2 separate regions of the Mus musculus genome follow, and region 1 is linked to region 2. Evidence: chromatin contacts called from public Hi-C data. All regions are on one chromosome and are shown on one strand. The core of a region is the stretch at or near the end of the contact, and the rest is flanking DNA. Distances in the headings are between cores, read along the strand shown.

Region 1 (5,535 bases), core at 2,299-4,798, 230 kb before region 2:
TCTAACATAACTTAAAAATGTCTTAAACATGTATTATCTATTAACTGTTCATAATGATAAAGTTGGTATTTATTTCTGAAGATACGTGTTGACACACTCCTTTCTGATATTGCCTTAAACTTTTACAATAGGATCACAGTCTTAGCCAAGGCTTTCCTGGACATCTTTGTTTTTTGGAATTCTGGTTTTGGAAGACAACACTTCTATCTGCTCATTTATTTGAACTCAAACAGTCTCCTGTAACACTGGTAGTGGATTTAATTATTTAGAAACATTTGATATATTCCCTTTATCTAGAAATTTTTAAAAAAAACATAAATTTGAGTTTTCCTTGTAGACATTAGTAAATACACATGTGGAGGGGGACTTGGAGACCTAAGGGGACCTCACCTCACAGGCTTGCTCTTTCCTTAAGTCCCTCCTGTCATACTGATTTTGACCGTCTAGTTTTCTGGGAAGGTGGCGTATAGACTACATGAATAGAATATGATTACTTACGGAATCGTAGCTGCGGATGGAACAGGAGTTTAGTCACACTACGGAAACCCTTTAATGTTCTCCTTGATAGTACTTAGGGTGAGATCTGTACCGAGAGTCTGCAAGTGGGAAAATCAGAAAAACACAGTTGTTGACTTCCTACTCTCCTATGCAGCTGCTGAATTAGAGACCCAGATGTTTGTCAAGGGTCCCAATTCCCAGGAGGCAGGTTGTGTGCTCTCAATCTCAGCCTCAGATGTCACATTAAAGTTGGTATCAGGAGATCTTGGTATAAGGCAGAAACTCTGTTGCTGCCTTCCTTCTTGGGTATGAAATATATTTGTGACGATGAAGTTCTAAGAATTTAGTCATTATTTGTTTTATATATTCTCTATTTGGCATTTTCTAGTGTATTTTAATTCTCCATAGAGTTTTAATTTAATCACAGTCTGGGTATTTTTCTAACAATTCTCTTAGAACGTACTAGACTAACTATTGTGTGAAATAAACAAAAGGAAGACATTGATTTCAGAATGCAAGGTCAGAAAGGCCTCGGAGTTCCTCATTAGCCAATGAGAAGCAGGTAGAACGCTAAAATGACCCACTTCAGTGTGAAAGAAGCACAGAGTTACACGGAGCTATATAAAAAAATGGCAGTCTCCAAGGGAGAGCTAGCCTGCTTACTAGTTTATTGCAAACCTATGGTGCTGGGCACCAATCTTTCTTTTTCAGCTTTAAGCTTTATTTTCTCTTCAGTTCATTTGCTTGTCAGCCCTTTGTTGTTGGAGATAGCGTAGCCCAAGCTGTCTCTGAATATGAAGTAGTCTTCTTGTGTCAGCCTCCTGGAAACTGGAGTTACTGCAGGAACGAGAACGCTAGGTTCTGCCTAGACATTTTTTAGGTTACCTTTTGTATTTTTAAAGATCATTTGGATGCTTCTTTCAGATTGCCTCATCACCTCTGAGAAACCTCTGATGGTGAGGGACTGTAGTAACGTACAGCAGGCCTGGTTGCTGGAATTTCACTTATGGTTGTAGACACAGGCCAAGAGGGAATTTGACTACGACTCCTTCTATGATAATTAAGGCGCATTGCTAATTAGATGGGAGAAAATGTTTATGTTTGTTTTTCTGACTTAGAAGCCACTTCCCAGGTAGTTTGATTCATGAGATTTATCAGTCTGGAATAATTTGTTAATTTATAACATGTAATTGTTAGTGCTCTAAATAGCAATATAAATGGGTAAAATTAAGGTAGCTCAACTGGAAATAGTAAAAATTAAGTTAATACATAGTTATCATTACCTAAGGGATGTTAGCTTTGCTCATGTAAACATGTTGAAAATCAACTCATTATTCTTCTGGGTTTCTAGCACTTTCATAATCACAAAATGACATTGTTTACATTTTTTCATCCGAAAGTAAGTTATATTAGAACGCAGGCAGTGCGTTTATCTGATCCACTTCCTCACTGGACCTCGTGACTTTAGACTACGGGTGTGTTTCCCAGCCTGCTGGCTCTTGCCCTGGAGCAGCCTGTACGTTTCTCACTTTAAAGTATGCAGTGTGTCCATCAGGTGTGACTTAACTTTTGTCTGCTTCTTCATTTGCTAGGCCGTCATCCCGGCTGTGTATGCACCTAGCTTGTTTTTGACCCTGAGGGTGAGCTCCCATTGGATGATACGGGCTTTTCTCTTACTCTCCTGAGTGTGACAACTAGAAGTTGCTCAGTAAGACCCTGCTTATGGGTGGGCCTGTGGGCAGTGGTCAAGGTCAAGCTGCCCTCTCAACCTTGGTGGGCATGTTAGCTCTTCCCCAGAAGCAGCTGAGTAAATTCAGAAAAACAGCAAAGGAGTCTGGGATTGGACCCTCCTAGCAGCCAGCCAGCTTGTATTCTTACAAGGATTACCAACTGGGCCTCTCTCAGATTTTCCTTGTAGTCTTGGTGCCCATATTTGGGTATTTAGCTAACAAACAAACAACAAGAAAGTGCCTGAGCACAGGGAGTGTGCGGTGTGGACACCTTTAATCTGCAGGTAGAGAGCATGGGGGTGCTGGTGCAGGCAGGACCAGCCAGAATTGGTGAGCTGGCAACCGTAGACAAGCTCAGAGGATCCGTGGAGGACCTTGCCTCTGTAACGAAAGGGAGGAGAGATGAAGAAGATGCTGAACATTCGCCTCGGGACTGTGTACCACATATGTGGGTGTATGGGGACATATACACGAGGACAGGCGTACTGCACACCGTCTACAAACAGGTTATAAATACATGCATAGCCTTTCTGGGTCAGGTGTATTGGCAAAGCCCTGCGATCCCAGACTTTGGGAGGTGGAGGGAGGAAGAGAAGGAATTTAAGGCTGTCCTGAGTTAATCAGGGAGTCTGACCTACTTGAGCCTGTTTCAAAAATCCTAAATCATTCATTCATTCAACCAGAATAGCTTTTCCTTTCCCCAAAGAGGAAACCAACAATAACAGCAAGAACCCTGTCAGTATCCCCCAAATGCTTTCTAACAAGAAGTACAAAATGCTGGTAAAAATTTTTTTTTTCAAATATAAGTTTGAGGAATGTGTGTCAGCTTTCCAATGTACACAGTGCAGTAATTTCTCTTGCTCTGTGACTGTGCGGGCCCCCACCCCCCACCCCTTCTGTTTGGAACTTAAGTTACAAGTTTTCTGTGCTGTCATAAGATGTCCCCCATACTGGTTTGAAAATGACAGCTATTTGTTTTTGTCATTTCAACTGGATGGGTTTTAATGAGGAGGATGGCAGCCTGCCCCGACTGTGCCCGGTGTCCACAGCTTCAGCCTCTTTTGCGGGCTCAGCAAGACTCCTAGATGATAGCATGAGACGGAGGCAAGTGGGAGAATTCCCGAACCCTTTCTGCTCCTCTGTGCTCCAGAGGAGAATTTATTCCTTCACAACGAGGAGGTTTCAGTAAAGGGTAAGACCAATGACTCTTACGGGGACCTTAGCGGGAAGTGGTCAGAAAGCACTTGGGCATCGGCACCCTTGTCTGCTGGGATTAGACACGGGCAGAGAGGGGAGGGTGGGGCTACTGGCTGGCCACGTGGTTGTAAGGTTTCAGCCTTGCCACTTCCACCCCCCTCCCCCTCCAGTGCCGTCCTTAGGAAGGGAAGGAAATAAACTCAAAGCCCAAAGAAGCATCGGGTGTTGAGAAAGGTTCTGATTAGTGAGTTTGAAGGTTTGCTCTGGGCATTTGTTGGTGGGGAAACTCGCAGGGCTGTTGGCATTTTCTCAGGTCTGAGTGAAGAGGGCTCATTCTAACCTGCCTGTAATGGATGGAACAAAAAGTACTTATGAAAACTGAAAACCCTGACTGAGCTTTAGCTAAGCTGAAATGAATCTGTAACTTACTGGGGTGCAGGGGTGTGGGGAGGCTAGTCTCTTCCTCCTACCAATTTTTGTTAGTAAAATATGGAAAAGCTGCTTTTTTCCTGCCCCCAACCCCTACTATGTTGGACTGGGAAGCCCTGCCTGATAAGGATTACAATTTTATAGTGGAAATGAGATCAGAAAGAGTGATTTTTGTGAAGCCATCCTTTGTTTTCATTTAGAGTAGACATACATTTATGTGTCGACTCTAGGCTCGCCCGGAGCTTGCTTGCTTTATTTTCTGTAGTATGAGTGTGTATGCGCTATCAAGGACTCGTGACTCTGGTCAGTCTCAGGCTTAGAGGGCTCTTTCCCTTCCTGGCTCTCAGCAGGCTTCTCTCTGCATTTAGCCAGTGTTCTCAGTAGGGAAATGATTCTTCATTGTAGTAACCTTGCTTTTGGTAGAGAACCCAGCTTCATTCATCCATTGTAGCAAATTTTTGTTAAATTTCCTTTCCCTTTAATTGTCAGGGATGTTAAGTTCTGTTGGCTCAATGATGATGCTTATCGGCGATTCAGCCTTCTATCTTCTGTCCTTGTAAATGTGATTTCTGGCCCACCCCACGTAAAGACCTGACTGAGAACTGGTCAGTGGTGTTTCTCTTTCAAGTCTTTTCCCTGACAGTTTTAGGCACAAGGATGTTTATTGCAGCTGTTAAAAAAGCAGGTTATGGACCACAGTTGAGTCTGAACCGTCCAGGGCTGTAGGGTTGTGCACAGTGCTGAGCCGTATTCCTGGAAGTCACTCCCCAGCTGGGAAAGGCTTCCTAGTAAGGGATACATTAATTGACTTTTTACGTGGCTGAGTAATAGGATGTGTAGATCTGAAGAGGTCACAGCCGAGGCAGGGGAGACAATGACTTGCGGTTCACAGGAACAAGTTAGGATGAAGTAGCTGGGATCGTGTTGTTTGGAGAATGAGACGAAAGCCTAGGAGGTTGCCCATCAGAAACTTGGGTTTGCTGAAGATTCTAATTAGAGCCAGTTCAAGGAGTCCCGCGCACTCCCCAGCTTTACTGCATTGTGTGATACTTAGTATAAACTGTTAGACAGCCTCAGTCACTCTGCCATTCTTTACCCTTGCCCTGCTAAGTTTTCTGATGTGTTTGGAAAAAGATTTCCTGAAAATCTAAACACAAATAAGCAGTTAATCTGAGGTACTTTTCAAAGTAACTTTTTGATTGTTGGAAGGATATTTAGTACCCCATTTCTGATTTTGTTCCTATGTATTTTCCTTTGTGAAAAATACAACTATCATCTATCTATCTATCTATCTATCTACCTACCTACCTACTTACCTTCCTACCTACCTGTGCCCAGGAGACCCTTCAACAGTGATCCACCTGCCTCAGTCTCCAGCAAGTTCAGACTGTAGGTCTGCAGCAGTATGCCAGGCTGTGTCAGTGCTCTGAGCTGGCATTTGCAGGTAGTGTGAAAGGTTGGTCTGGTAGCCCTGTGAATGCCTGCCAGTTTCCTTGGGCTCCAGTTCACTTCAAGAACAAAGCTTTTTGGATCCCTTTCACCATATTTATTTATTCATTCTATTCTTAGCTGATTGTGGTGTGTAAGTATTTCAGTTTTCATTAACATTTGCTCAGTGAAGGGTTGTTTTTAATTTGGAACACAGCAGTAAAATCTGACTTAGTTTTCAAAAATTGCACTC
Region 2 (5,149 bases), core at 269-2,768:
GTTATTAGATAAGCTGATATTTGATATGATAGTCAATTAGATAATGCCAAGGGAAAATTCAGAAAATTGACACTGTATGGTGTATGTCTCATATAATTATAACTAGAAGATTGTTTTGTACTCATTTTCCAGGTAATATATAAATAAAATAAGGAACACTGACAGTTTTCAGTGCAAGAAGATTTAAAGAAAGAGATGAGAAATTTCTACACAGGTGAGCTTATTCTTTTTAATTATAATTGCTAAAGGCAAGAGGCACTTTGGGTGTGTCAGATTTAGAGAAACTAAAACAAGTAGGGGTGTGTATGTGTTTTAAATACTTCAAGTCCCACAGATCACGAGTCTATAAAAACCACAAAGTTATGGGGAAGGAGACTTTAAGAGTTATTTTGAAATGGGCACACTTTCTAATGAGTCAAAGTTTTGTGTGCTCATGGATCTGACTGTGTAGAGACATGGTATTTTATGAAGAGTAATAAGGAAGGAAGAAGGCAGTATGGCCAATGAGCCAAATATTTATCGCTCGGGTTTCTTTCCTGCAGGACTCCTGCAATTGCAAAGATGTGGTTCTTTGCCTGACTAGAAGCTCACTTGCTAAGCCACATACACAGTCGCCCCATGCCCTACTGGCTTTCTATGTATTCCTGCTTCTGTCCTTTGTCCCTTCCCTTTGTGCTTCTTGGGTCTTGAGAACAATACCGACCTCTTCTAGAACTGGTTTCTGTAGCTCTGAGTCGGTCAGAGAAGACTCTGAACTTTCTCAGCTTTCTCTCATGATATGTGTCTGCCCTGGTCTTCCCTAGAGACTCCCCATCTCTGACGCTCTGTTACAGCCCTCTTGACATCTGCTTCAAGCCACTGCTTCCTATCTCAGGAGGGAGACTGGGAACTTTGATTTATAAAAGGGCACTTTTCACCGAAGCCAGAGCTCTTTTGTGGCTTTTATATACAACCTTATCTGACTCTGGAAAAGAGATCTGCATGATAGATGTGAACAAATGAGTTGGGGGACTGGCTATTTCTTCTCTTTGGATCATTAGTTTTCCCCCAGTTGACTGGGAAGTCTGCAGATTTCTACTTCACTGACACTTTCAGCAGCAAGGAAGAAATGAGTCCCAGGGTATGGCTGGCGGGAGGCCTGGAGCAGGTCAAATGTTACAGCGATGTTGGAAATGTCTAATATACGGGAACAACCTTCTTCTGGAAGAGTTGTGCTTTATTGAATTGCCATTCTCCTCTCCTGATGTCCCTAGACCCCCTCCGTCTGAAGCTGTGTTTCTGAAATAGTGTCCTTCCTCTCATTTGTCCTGCAGACCTTGATCCAACATCATGAAAGCACTGGGAAATAAAAATGCCTCTAATGGCTGGGGCTAACGGGAGGAATCGTGGCTATCAAATCTTTGCCAGGAAGTGGCTTCAGACACTTGGAGCCCGGAGATGGCAGCCCTAACCCTGGTGTTGCCCCGGGTTCCTGTCACTGTGAAGTGAGTTCCCACAAGCAAGCTGAGGTCTGTGGCAGAGTGCAGAGTTAAGATCACGTGACCAGCCTTGGCCAGCATGCACTACTGGTCTCATCTCAGCACTGAGACAATTAACAAGTCCCGCTCCATGCCTCTCTGTCATCCTGGTGACTTTCTGGGTTTAATTGTAAATGATCTTTCCTTCTCTGTGTGTCACTGAAGGGATGCAGAGACAAGTGCCGGCTGGGTGTGAGCTCCCACTGCAAGAAGCAGCCTCAGGGCTCAGTGCCCGTGAAGGGTCTCTCAAACCAGGCTCACTGCCTGTGCAGAGTGGTTCACACCAGGCACCCAAGCTGGGCATATTATGGAGCTTGTTAACTTTAAATCATCTTCATTTAATGTGGTGTGTGTGTGTGTGTGTGTGTGTGTGTGAGAGAGAGAGAGAGAGAGAGAGAGAGAGAGAGAGAGAGAGAGAGAGAGAGACATTTTATAGAAACCCACCCTGGGGAGAGAAGGGCCAGTTGCTTCTTTATTGCCCTGTAGAGAGGCCACATTAGCGTTCCAGTCTATATATTATGAAATTAAGTGGATACCCTTGGGGTTAATTCCTTGTTGTAATTGTAATGAAAAGAAACACTTTCTAACCCTCCATTTAAGATCTATAACTATTAAAACCCACTAGCCTTAGTGACTCCTGGGGCCCGTGGAGTGCTTTAGGGTGTATGAAAAGAGGCACTCCTACAGTGTCCAGTACCAGTCCCTTAAAAAGTAACCACCTCCAAGTGGGAGAACGAACAAGAGAGTTTTCCATCCTGCCCCTTCCTGCTGTTTAGCCATGCTGGAATCATTCATCAACCAAAGTGAAATTATATGCATATTAAAATCGGGGCCCTGCCTATACCAGATGGGGTGCTAGAACTGAAAGAAGTGGACACATGCCCCCAAACCTAACCCCAAAACTATCTCCAACTGATAACAACTTGCAAGTAGAAATTTAACTTCCTCCAAGGAGATCTCACTGGGCATACAGGCTGTTCTTCAGGGTGGACTGCAAACCCAACAGTGGATGGCTAACGGGAAATGTACGCAGTAACATCTCTAGAGGCTCGTGTCTCATGCTGCCAGGTTGAGGCTCTTATTTCTGTTGTGGTTTCATCTTTTCTTTATTGTAATTTTATTTTATTTATATTTTTATTCGCTCTTTATATTCTACAGGTCCTTTGCATATATATTATGGCTTCCAATTGAGCATTTTTATGGGATTCTGGAATGCACACGTGAGTGGGTCTCTATTTTGTGTGCCTGTCTCTTGGACACTTTTCAGTTTGCTTTGTCCAATTCCAGTGTGTTGGGCTTTGTTTTACTTTATTTTATCACTATCCTATAGAAGCCTGTTGGTTTTCTAATGAGAAACAGAGAGGGGTGGATCTGGATGGGAGGGGAGGTGGGGAGGAACTAGGAGAAGTAGATGGAGAGAACCCCAGAATCAGGATATATTATGTATGGGGGCCATTTTTTTTCAGTTAAGAAAAAAAATTGACATGTGGCCCCAGCCTGTAGGATTTGGTACAGCCAGAGGTAGCAGTGTGAAGTTTTTGAGGGTAAACTTTAGAGTAAATGACCCTAAAGGAAGAGCCTGAGAGACTGAGAAAAAGAATTGTGCATGTCGAGGGTGTAGCCTCAGAGAAATGCAATGCATGGCCTATTCCTTGGACATGTCAGTAGCCTCCTCCGTTTATTTCAGAGTTGTCTTTCCAGCCACTTTCAATGGCAAATGAATATAGAATTCCCCTATATAGAACTATGTCGCCTGCTATAATTCAGTTTGTTGTTAGTGTCCAAAAAGAACGTATGTTCTGCATGTGACTATGAGGTTTCCTTTCTTTATTACAGTTATTATATCCATTAAAATATCAAACTTACTGGTGTATTGTCATCTGAAACAGTGATGCATACACAGGGGACAATGACAATAATTTAAAATAAAAGGAGAGAGAGAGAGAGAGAGAGAGAGAGAGAGAGAGAGAGGGGAGAGAGATTGAGATTTCCCTTTATAATATTGTGAGTGCATGAGAAATGAGAGAAGAAAGCGAAGACAGAGGCTGTGAATTGCCTGAGGTTTGGGATTGGTGTCCCTGTTCTCAGAAGTGTTTGTCCGATCAGAAGTGTTTGTCGGTTCCAGGGTCACTGTGCCTTCCTTCCCTCCTTTCCCTCCATATAATATGAGCTGTCTCAGAGGAAAAACAAAACGGTTGCACACGTGTCTGACAGGAAAAGAGCAAATTAGGAAGTGATTGTTGCATTCAGAAGTTTTCACTCCAGTGCCTCAGGAAATGTGGTGAAAAAGTCTGCTTAGAGGAGCTCCACCCCCGGTAATGCTGCACATTGTCACAGCTTAGAAAAAGTTTTGTTTTGGGTGATTAATCCTGTTAATTCACACAACAGAGCTCCTGGTGACTTTGTGCATACGGAGGGTGTATGACATGTGTGCGTACCCACATGCTTGAGCCTGTGTGTGTGTGTGTGTATGTGTGTGTGCGGTGTAAAGAGTGTCAGAATGCTCCTGGAAAATCACCTCTTCTCTGTTGTTCTGCTGCCACTTGCAGCTTCCTGTGTTTCCGAATGTGTCCCCTCTGCAGTCATTTCGGAATGCCAGCAGAGGGCTGGTAATAGCCCATCATGTCTAGGTCACTGGCTTGTATCTGAACCAGGCAGGTGGTCTGAGTGAAATTAGTGAGCCTGTATCAATTCAGTGCCCAGCTTCTCTCACTCCACTCAATCAGAACTGTGTGCCAGCCTCATGCCTGGGCTTCCCTCTTGTCTCTAATTGGCCACTTTGGAGAGAAAATTTTCAGATACTCAGACGTGTCTGTGACAATACAAGCGAGAATGGCTCAATAGAGACCTACCTGGAAGCCTCTACTCTAGACATGATGGTTTTAAAGATATTTTCCCTTCCTTCCCCCTCCCTTCTTTTCTTCTCTCTGACTCCTTTCTTCCTTTTCCTCTTCTTTTTCTTCTTCCTCTTCCTTCTCCTCTTCCTCCTCCTCCTCTTCTTCCTCCTTCTCCTCTTCCTCTTATTCCTCCTCCTCTCCCTCCCCCTTTCTTTGAGAGAAGGTTTTGTGTTGTGTCTCATACTGCTTGCAACTCACTACATACCCCCCACACTGGTCTTGAACTCAAAGAAATCCCCCTGCCTCAGCTTTCTAACTCCTATTCACTGCTATTTTGCAATTACAGAAAGTGAGGTTTGTTTTTAAATGATCCAAGCTGTCTAAGGTCATGTGCACAAAATGTGTCAACAGCTCACATCTTACATTACTCCTGGACAAGAAGCAAGCATAGAAACTTTACATGGCTATCAGAACATAGCAGGAGAATGAAGCCCTGTGAGGAGACTTCTGAGTGGTTGTGAGAATATTCCAAGAAAATAAAGAGTCTCGTGACCTCAGTTTTTAAAAATCCACAGCATTGTTCTTGGAATGTATACTATTCCTCCAAGGTGTAGTGGAGAGGAGTGGGTTTGCTTCAGGTTATTTGATATAATTGGTGATAGTCGTTTGTTCATATGGCTCGATGAGAGAACATGTTTTTGTCACACAAGGCTTGCCTGACACATGCAGCTTGCCCTTGTGATCGGGCACACATTACCCATGAGTTCTTCTTAATCCCAAACTATGTGCTGTCTG

Evidence for each region. Hi-C and Micro-C count contacts between places; a contact is called where the count stands out from the background.
Region 1: a contact with region 2 is called in a Hi-C map of bone marrow-derived macrophages, with 25 read pairs. The contact joins two enhancer-like sites. A contact is called at or near these places in 6 of 484 Hi-C or Micro-C datasets (adipose-derived mesenchymal stem cells, beige adipocytes, bone marrow-derived macrophages and 2 more), 2 of 115 datasets of contacts at active chromatin or transcription factors (large pre-B cells and neural tube) and 1 of 9 other capture datasets (adipose tissue).

The regions. Positions count from the first base shown.
Region 1 is chr3:148,957,529-148,963,063 of GRCm38.p6, reverse strand. It overlaps a transcript of Adgrl2 not described here. Among named protein-coding and RNA genes, the nearest start is that of Adgrl2, 5.7 kb to the right of the region's middle. Within about 2 kb of position 3,548, at least 98 of the 459 cell types and tissues checked have an H3K27ac peak or open chromatin away from gene starts, as enhancers often do. A contact at or near this core is called in bone marrow-derived macrophages, where this site is marked.
Region 2 is chr3:148,725,735-148,730,883 of GRCm38.p6, reverse strand. No RefSeq gene overlaps it. Among named protein-coding and RNA genes, the nearest start is that of Adgrl2, 230 kb to the left of the region's middle. Within about 2 kb of position 1,518, at least 50 of the 459 cell types and tissues checked have an H3K27ac peak or open chromatin away from gene starts, as enhancers often do. A contact at or near this core is called in bone marrow-derived macrophages, where this site is marked.